3 separate regions of the Hordeum vulgare genome follow, and all the other regions are linked to region 2. A link is a contact called in public Hi-C data. All regions are on one chromosome and are shown on one strand. The core of a region is the stretch at or near the end of the contact, and the rest is flanking DNA. Distances in the headings are between cores, read along the strand shown.

Region 1 (2,700 bases), core at 141-2,640, 240 kb after region 2:
CTTGAAGTCCCTGTATATCACCTGCCACACTAAAACACCGCCGGATCAGCCTCGCCGGCCGGAGCGACCGGCTCGGAATCATTCAAGAACTCTGCCGGCGCTCTATTAACCTGGACTTCCGGGAGGCCTCGGTGGAGGTAGTCGAGGCCGCGCGCGGCGCCGGCCATGATCTGCAGCCTCGTCCTCCAGGGGAGCGGCGGGTGGGCGCGGCTGAAGAGGTGGTCGTCCAGGGTCTTGTTGGGCATGAACTCGTACACCAGCAGCCTGTGCTTCCCCGCCTCCGAGTCCACCGCGCAGTAGCCGACGAGCTTCACCAGGTTCGGGTGCTCCAGCACGCCCAGGAACTGCACCTCGGCGAGCCACTGCTTGTGCCCCTGAAAATGAAATCACCATCAGAAATCACCATAAAAGATTGTTGATTTAATACGGGTAGCGTGATGCTGTCCCGATCGATGAGTGTGGAGCCTGAACCGAAGTTCACGTGGTGGTTGAGCTCTGCGAATTCTCATTGAAGGCGACACGAGTGGCCGTGCTTGTACCGGGCGGATATGTTTATTGCAACGTCAAGATTCCGGGTTCCTCATGGAGCACTCAGGATTTGTGGCGATCGATCTCGCTGCAAGGATTATTCCAGGTTTCTGACCTGCAGGCTGCGCTGGTTGAGGCGCTTGACGGCGAGGACGACGCGGCCGCCGGCGGCGGAGCGGAAGAAGGCGCGGTAGACGGAGCCGAAGCCGCCCTCGCCGACCTTGAGCGCGCGGCTGAAGCCGTTGGTGGCGCTGCCGAGCTCCTCCAGCCCGAACACGCGCAGCCGCGCCGCGCCCCGCTCCTCCGAGAGCTCCTGGATGCTCCTCGTCGGCGTCGACGCCGACGAGGACGACGCCCTGCTCCGCTTCGGCCCGTCCGGCTTGGGCTCCGCCGCCGGCTTGCTCTTGCCGCCCTTGAACGCGAAGCATCCCATCGTTCTAATCCGCAGGGTTCTCAGGAGTCAGGACAGGAGGAGCTTGCTGTTCATGGGAGTGAGACAGACGAAGCAGCAGTCCAAGAAGAAGGGGTTCAGAAGGGAATGAGGAAAGCCGAAACAGAATTCCGGCACGGTGGGCTGAATCAAGAGGAAGCGGGTTTAGCCTTTGACAGAGACGAGCGGGTGCGTGGGAACGCGCGGCACCCCGACGGACGGACGCATCGACGGATATAAAAATGGCCATGGATCATGCGGGGAATGGGGAGGAGATACTGTACGTACTACGTCGACGGTCAACAGACCCGGCCGCCCTCGTGGTGACGCCTTGCCAGCGTTGGTGTGCGGTTGCGCCGCGGACGCCAAGATGTATGCCCACACCGCCACGTCAGACACGCACACGGCTTTTAGGCCTTGTTTCAAACCACCCAGATTATATAATCTGGTTTTTATAATCTATTGTATTTGCAAACAGGACGGTTTATATTGTAGATTTTATAAACTAGATGACCAGATTATTATAATCTCATAATCTGCTCTACCCCAGCTAAAATAAGATTATGGATTACAAATGATGTGTTACTCTTGTAAACTTCAAGAGAATTACGCAGTGTCATCGCCACTTTCCTATTTTTTCGTGTAAACAGAGGGCAAACATGTCATTGTACAATTTAAAAGCTGGTTTACAGTTTATATAATCTGACCCTCAAACATGCCCACCTGGATTATTTTTATAAACCAGATTATATAATCTATGTTCATAATCTGGATTATCATAATCTATTATGGTTTCAAACAGGGTCTTATTCAGCGGCTGCCTACTGCTGTTTACGATCAAATAGGAAACGTGTTTCACTCTGGTGTCAAATGAGGAATTCCCACTTGCATATTTACATGGTACGAGTTTCACTTAGATGAACGCATCTTTGGTTCGTAGATTTTACTTCTTTCTCGAAAATGAATGTGGAGTCCATTGAGCCATCAAAAACGTTGGCGCCATATACTTACTCCCTCCGTCCCAAAGTATAAGATGTCTTAAATTTTTTGAAATGAATTTCGCATCTTATCCTCAAGTTTGACGTTTTTTACATTAATTACCCCATTTAAAAGAATTTCATCCGTCATACCCCATTTAACAAAACAGTTGTCATAGTTTACCTTTCTATACTTTTTGTGAGCATCCTGATACATGGTCTTGATTGCCAGGTCCACGTTGCCACAGTATTTTTTTCTGCATGTAAATTGACAGCAATGTATAGCATAACTATAATCAGTTTTGACAAAACAATGTGCATAACTATGATATAAGCTACCATCTAAAATAATCAATTTTGAAAGCATGATTTGGTGCATAAATAGGAAGAATATTTTGCCAAAACACATGCGTTTTGTCCACATTGCATTTCCTGACCCCCTACACAAACATGGTAAACATTATCAATTCAAACTGTGCATATGAGTTTACCATGACACATGAGTTCTCAGCACATAATGAAATGACACATGAATCAAGCGGCCGTAAAACGTTCAAGGATCTGCGTTTGGGTCTTCTTGTCATCGGCCCGGTTCAGTCAGCTGCGCGAAGCGGTAAAGACTGTAAAAAAAAAAATCCTAGGAAAAACCTGCCGACATGGCATGTCAGTTGGACCTAATAATTGTGACTCACCTGTCAAAATGCTCTAGAAAATTTAAAAGGGGTAAACTGTAGAAACACTTCTATTAAATGGGGTATGATGGAT
Region 2 (2,837 bases), core at 244-2,743:
TTAGTATGCGTGCAAGTCATATACAATCGCCAGGATCGACGTCGCCGGATGTCACACGGGCTCGTGTGTCACGCGGTGCCTAACCTGATCACTCCTTCACGTTGATTGGTCGGCCCGAGCGACCCATCGGTCGATGGAGACGGATGGATTTCGTCTTCCATTATATTGCATGCATGCTGTGATGAATCTCTTAATTCAACTGCATGCCATGCCATGCCATGATGCCAACCCTTCTTTACAACAAGGCAGGAAGCAACAGTGCGTAGCAGCTGCCTGGTCGATTATTGCGTCCAAGTCTCAACTCTTAGTTGAAGCTTTTCAGTTATTAATCGGTCTCTTCTACGTACGCGACAGCTCAGGCAGACAGTACAAGTATTATATTGGGGGCATGACAGGGCTGGCACTATGCATTGCATAATGTTCAGCGGGCAGGGGCACCTCTCAATCACGAATTGTTTTAGTTCGGAGCGGTTGACTGGCCTTATCTACATGACTAGAAACATCTGCGTTCGATCGACTACAATATTATCATGGTGGCAAGCAGTTGGACAGAAGATCTGTGACGCGTACGCGCATGGAAAGTGCTCACAGTCATCAATTACACAATCACAATACTATAGCAAGCAGATGGACACCGGCGGTACGTACGTGCATGTGCATGCACCAGCCAACAATCCTCTGAAGTAGTACGAACCGAAAAGATAGCATGGCACGTACGCGCGTCAAGCGCTAGTCGTAGTGGGCGGGGCCGTGGGCGCGCTTGCTCCTGGTCGAGGTCGAGGACGGCGGCGGCGGGGCGAGCAGGTGGTCGCAGAGGGCGGCGAACTCGGCCATGACGTCCGCGACCATGGCGGCCTTGCCCTTGCCGACGAGCAGCCGCACCAGCGCGCCCACCCGCGCGTCAGGCTCCTCCAGGCGCTGCCCGCGGGGCGGCTCCCTCAGGCGCCGGAGCAGGGCGCGCGCGTGGCGGGCGGCCCCCGGCAGCGTGCCCGCGCGGAGGGACGCGTCGGCTAGCGCGGCCGCGTAGCCCGTGGCGGCGCGGCTGCTGGTGGTGGTGATTCTCGTGCCGGCACGCGCCGGGTGCGCCGGCGGAGCGGCGGAGGCCGACGCTGACGACGAGGAGGAGCGGCGGGGCGGCGCGGGAACGGTCAGGCGCGCGGAGATGGAGGAGGCCGGGGGCGGGTGCCTGAGGTGGAGCGCGCGGTGGTGGGGCGGGAGGGAGGCGGCGGCGGCGGAGGGCAGCGCCCCGTGGTGGTGCAGGGACACGGCCGCGTCCATGGCGCCCGGTGTGGAGACGGAACGGCTGAACGTGAACGAGTGGCGCCGGTGGCTTGTGCTCACGCTGGCTGATCTGCGCCGCGCGCGCGTGCGTTGGTCCTCGGATTGGGTTGGGTTTGGGCGTTTGGGTGGGCGACGTGGACACGCACGCGCACGGCGGCCGGACAGTGAACCGGGCGCGCCCGGCGACGTGGCCACGGCCACGCAGCAGCAAGTGGCCGGCGTGGTCCAGAGCGGGAAGAGACACCGTTGATTTTACTTTCTTGGGAAATTCTATTTAGAAAAGCCGCATGATGGAGCGGTTTGCATCCTTTTTTCTCATACATGCATGCATGCAATGATGTCATGGGATTCTTTTTAAATGATTGAATTTAAAAACTTTTATTTCTTAAACCGTTAATTCGACCAATGATTCGTTTTCGTCGTTGACTTTGTTCCGATAAAAGCTTCAAAACTAGATCCCATGTCGACATGTTTTGATAATTTTTTTTTTTGCCCGTACTTATCACATTTGTTGTGCTTATTTATCATATTAGTAAGTACTTACTTGTCTGATAAAAAATAACTTAATCGCCAAATTTTTTGAAAACTGCGTATAAATATGACATCTAGACATAATCAAAATGGCAAGCACAAACAATTTTTTTTTGACGATTACGCGCAAAAATATGACAACTCAACATATTTAAAACCGGTGACCACAAAAAATCTTTTTTGATCATCGTTTATAAATATGATAACTCGACATAGTTAAACTAACAAACACATAAAATAGTTTTTTTGACAAAGTTGTATGTAAATATGACAAGTTTGCATATTTAAATTGACAAACACAACCTATGACAATGCTTTTATATCATGTATAATGAAAACTGTTACATGGTTTTATACAAAAAAATATTAAGAGTGTTAATTAAGTTATTTTTTCAGGCAAGTAAGTGGTTAATAATATGGCAAGTGGGGTCAAAAAATATGGCAAGTATGGATGAAAAAAAATAGTTGACGGAACATGTCGACATGGGATCTAGTTTCGAAGAACTCGTCGAGAGAAAGTCAATGGTGAAAGCGGATCATCGATTGAATTAACGGTTTTGTAGATACAACTTTTTAAAATTCAAAATCAAAAAGAATCTTGATGACATCATTGCATGCATGTAGCAGTTTTCATTATACATAATGATATCATTGCACGCATGCATGCATGAGAGAAATATGTAATGGGTGATTAACAGGAGGTTAATTTTTTGCATTGAAATGTGATTAAGTGAGCCGCCGCACGGCAAGACGTAGGTGCGGCGCCGCTCCCTAGCGTTAATCAAGATGATAATAATATACAAATTTTCAAAGTGGTTTCACTTATTTCCTCATAACCGAAAATTTAATATCAAAATAAGATAATGATCCACGACAAACATATATAATAGTTAGGAAAACAATCTATTGATCAAAAACCATAATAAGGCCTAATTTTTCTCTGCGTTTAATTAAGCTTCCATGTTTGCTAGTAAAAGAAATGAAGAAAATCATGAACAACATATATATATATAATAATAAATTAT
Region 3 (2,700 bases), core at 10-2,509, 150 kb after region 2:
AAAAATCATATATATTGAGAAAAACACAAGCCTCTCTACCGAAAAAACTCATCTGAAGCCCTATTCTGGCAATTTGTCAAAGAGGAAAATCATCACCGGAGGCCATCTTCATCACCCCGACGATGTCCATGATAAGGAGGGAGTATTTCACCCTCACGGTGAGGGTATGTACGAGTAGCTATGTGTTTGATCTCTCTCTCCCTCTCCCGCTCTCCCTCTCCCTCCCCCTCTCTCTCCCTCTCCTCCCCCTCTCTCTCCCTCTCCCTCTCCCTCTCCCTCCTCTCTCTCTCCCTCCCTCTCCCTCTCCCTCCCTCTCTCTCTCCCTCTCCGCTCTCCCTCTCCCTCCCCCTCCCCCTCTCTCCCCTCCCTCCCTCCCTCCCTCCCTCCCTCCCTCCCTCTCTCTCTCCTCTCTCTCTCTCTCTCTCTCTCTCTCTCTCTCTCTCTCTCTCTCTCTCTCTCTCTCGTTCTTGGTGATCTTGATGTATCACGAGCTTTGTTAATATAGTTGGATCATATGGTGTTTGTCCCTTGCTATCTTGATGTAATGAATTGAATCTTTCTCTTTAAAATTTTGTTACGCTGGATTAAATATTGAATTTGAGATCACTTGATGTATGTCTTGCATGTGGATAACGGTGATGACAATGGATTTTTCTATTATTTCACTTGATATATGTTTTGATACTCAATTTACGGATTCGTGAGGGTAACCTATACATGGATTGATACACGTTCTTGTCTTATTGGGCTACCTCTACACATGTCATACTTTTTTGTCTAATATGAAAAGGCAGTGCTCCTGTCGTTTTATTAACAAAAGAAAAGGAAAAGTAAACAAAAGTGGCAGCTCAGCGCCAAAGCTCACACGAGATCTAGGCGTCCACCGCACCGCCCCCGGAGAGCTAGATTTCATACGCCACGCCAGAAGATCGCACCACCAGGCCACCACCTGGAAAGATTCCAACCTTCCACCGGAAGAATTCAGGGATCTCTAACAATGCACGTGCGCCGGGAGCCAAAACCTGGTTAACGACGTACTTATTTTTGAATTTTCGATCGCTGCAGCCTGCCTGCAGGTCAGATAAAACGTTTGTTAACTGACGGACTGAGTGTTCCATGATTATTTATTTTGTGTGCTTGTCAGACGTCTGGCCCCTCTCCACAGCTGCATGATTGATTTTTGATTCGATCCAGCCATCGACTTCAGCCAACGGGTTCCCTCACACTCCTCTCCTACCACCCATGGTTTCGTCACCAAGCACAACCAACTGCGCATGCAAACAGACAAAAACAAAAGCGGGCTGGCTTCCCTGGCCTCCGTCGTATATAACCCCGGCCTGCCCCGGTCACCTCCTTCCGCCCAAGCAAGCGTGCCGAGGCACACCACCCGAGCGCGCACGCACGCACTCTCCACCTCCCAGGAGCAAGAGCAACGGCGGCCGTGCCACGCGTGCGCGAGCATACGCATGGGTGAAGAGGCCGCCTCCACCGCGGCGCCGGCGTCGCTCTCGTCGTCGTCGTCGTCGTCGTCGTCGTCGCTGCTGGCCGCGGCGGCCGTGAAGGGGGACGAGGAGCGGTACGTCAAGGTGGCGTCGAGGTTCTTCCGGGTGAGGCCGGGCGGTCTGGCCCGCCGCCACCACTTCCTCGACTCCTGCTTCCTCTGCAAGGCGAGCATCTCCCGCGACCGCGACATCTTCATGTACAAGTACGAGCAAAACTACTTCCACGGCTGCAGCTGGTTCTCTTTTGATCCCACGGTGGTTAATTCTTGGTGCTGATGCCGGCGTTGGTTGGTTTGTGCAGGGGCGACGAGGCGTTCTGCGGCGAGGAGTGCAGGCAGGAGCAGATGGCCATGGACGAGGCGCTCCACGCGGTGGCGCGCCGGCGCCACAAGCAGGTCACGGCCGAGCAGGCCGCCAGCACCGCGCGCCGCGAGGCGACGGCGGCGTCCATGGCGCACCGCCGGCCCACCGTCGCCAACCTCGGCGCGGTGGCGCGCACACCCGTGGCCGCCAGCTAGCCACACATGCTCGTCGGCGCGCGTGAGCAGCTGCCGGCTACGTATGCACCATGGATCTAGTACTATATTCCATGGCTAGATCGCTAGGTGGCTAAGAAACGGACTGATCATAACGGCGGTTCGACCGATCGAATGCTAGCAAACAAGCAAGGAGGGGAGAGATGTATAGCTATTAAGACATGGATCTCAAGAATGTTTTCCTGCGTGTGTTATTATTGCTTCCCGCGCATGCTCTAAGTGGATCATCAAATCTAGGAGTACATGCGATGCTAATATAGGATGGATCATCGATCCAGCTGGGTTTATCTGAGCATGTGTTTTTCTTCTCAATGCATGATATTGATATTACCCTGCTTCAACTTGTGTAAACTAAGCTTCTGCATTAAGACTAAACGCATCGTTTTGTGAGCTTGTGTTACAAGAAGAATCTTACAGGTCCATAACCATAGTAATTGACACCAATGTGTTTCTACATCTTCTTAGAAAACTTCGAGGCCTTTTTGATTAGCAGTATTTTTGGGAAACATAGGAATAGAAAAGGTGTAAGATTGGAGCGGCATGCCCACCTAAATCCGATATGATTAGCATAAAGAGTGTGCGATGCCACAGAAAAAATAAAAAGACTTGTAAATAAAGGTTGGAGTGGATGTTAGATTTTCTATAAAATACAGTACAAAAGA

The links. A called contact is a pair of places that touch in the nucleus more often than the background predicts.
Region 1: a Hi-C map of seedling shows a contact between it and region 2, with 3 times the contacts expected there. The contact joins the promoter of LOC123407851 here to the promoter of LOC123407243 in region 2. A contact is called at or near these places in 3 of 6 Hi-C or Micro-C datasets (leaf and seedling) and 1 of 1 datasets of contacts at active chromatin or transcription factors (embryo).
Region 3: a Hi-C map of seedling shows a contact between it and region 2, with 4 times the contacts expected there. The contact joins the promoter of LOC123409407 here to the promoter of LOC123407243 in region 2. A contact is called at or near these places in 5 of 6 Hi-C or Micro-C datasets (leaf and seedling) and 1 of 1 datasets of contacts at active chromatin or transcription factors (embryo).

What each region holds. Positions count from the first base shown.
Region 1 is chr7H:538,096,496-538,099,195 of MorexV3_pseudomolecules_assembly, forward strand. It overlaps LOC123407851 (probable serine/threonine-protein kinase PBL19), which reads right to left and starts at 1,391. Exons shown (of 1, transcript XM_045101080.1): 1 at 293-1,391. The coding sequence starts at 961. The coding sequence ends at 626. It also overlaps the pseudogene LOC123407852.
Region 2 is chr7H:537,860,462-537,863,298 of MorexV3_pseudomolecules_assembly, forward strand. It overlaps LOC123407243, which reads right to left and starts at 1,494. Exons shown (of 1, transcript XM_045100332.1): 1 at 559-1,494. The coding sequence starts at 1,278. The coding sequence ends at 730. LOC123407242 (ras-related protein RABA3-like) reads right to left here and starts at 201. Exons shown (of 1, transcript XM_045100331.1): 1 at 1-201.
Region 3 is chr7H:538,009,293-538,011,992 of MorexV3_pseudomolecules_assembly, forward strand. LOC123409407 (FCS-Like Zinc finger 6-like) reads left to right here and starts at 1,260. Exons shown (of 2, transcript XM_045102319.1): 1 at 1,260-1,705; 2 at 1,804-2,379. The coding sequence starts at 1,275. The coding sequence ends at 2,020.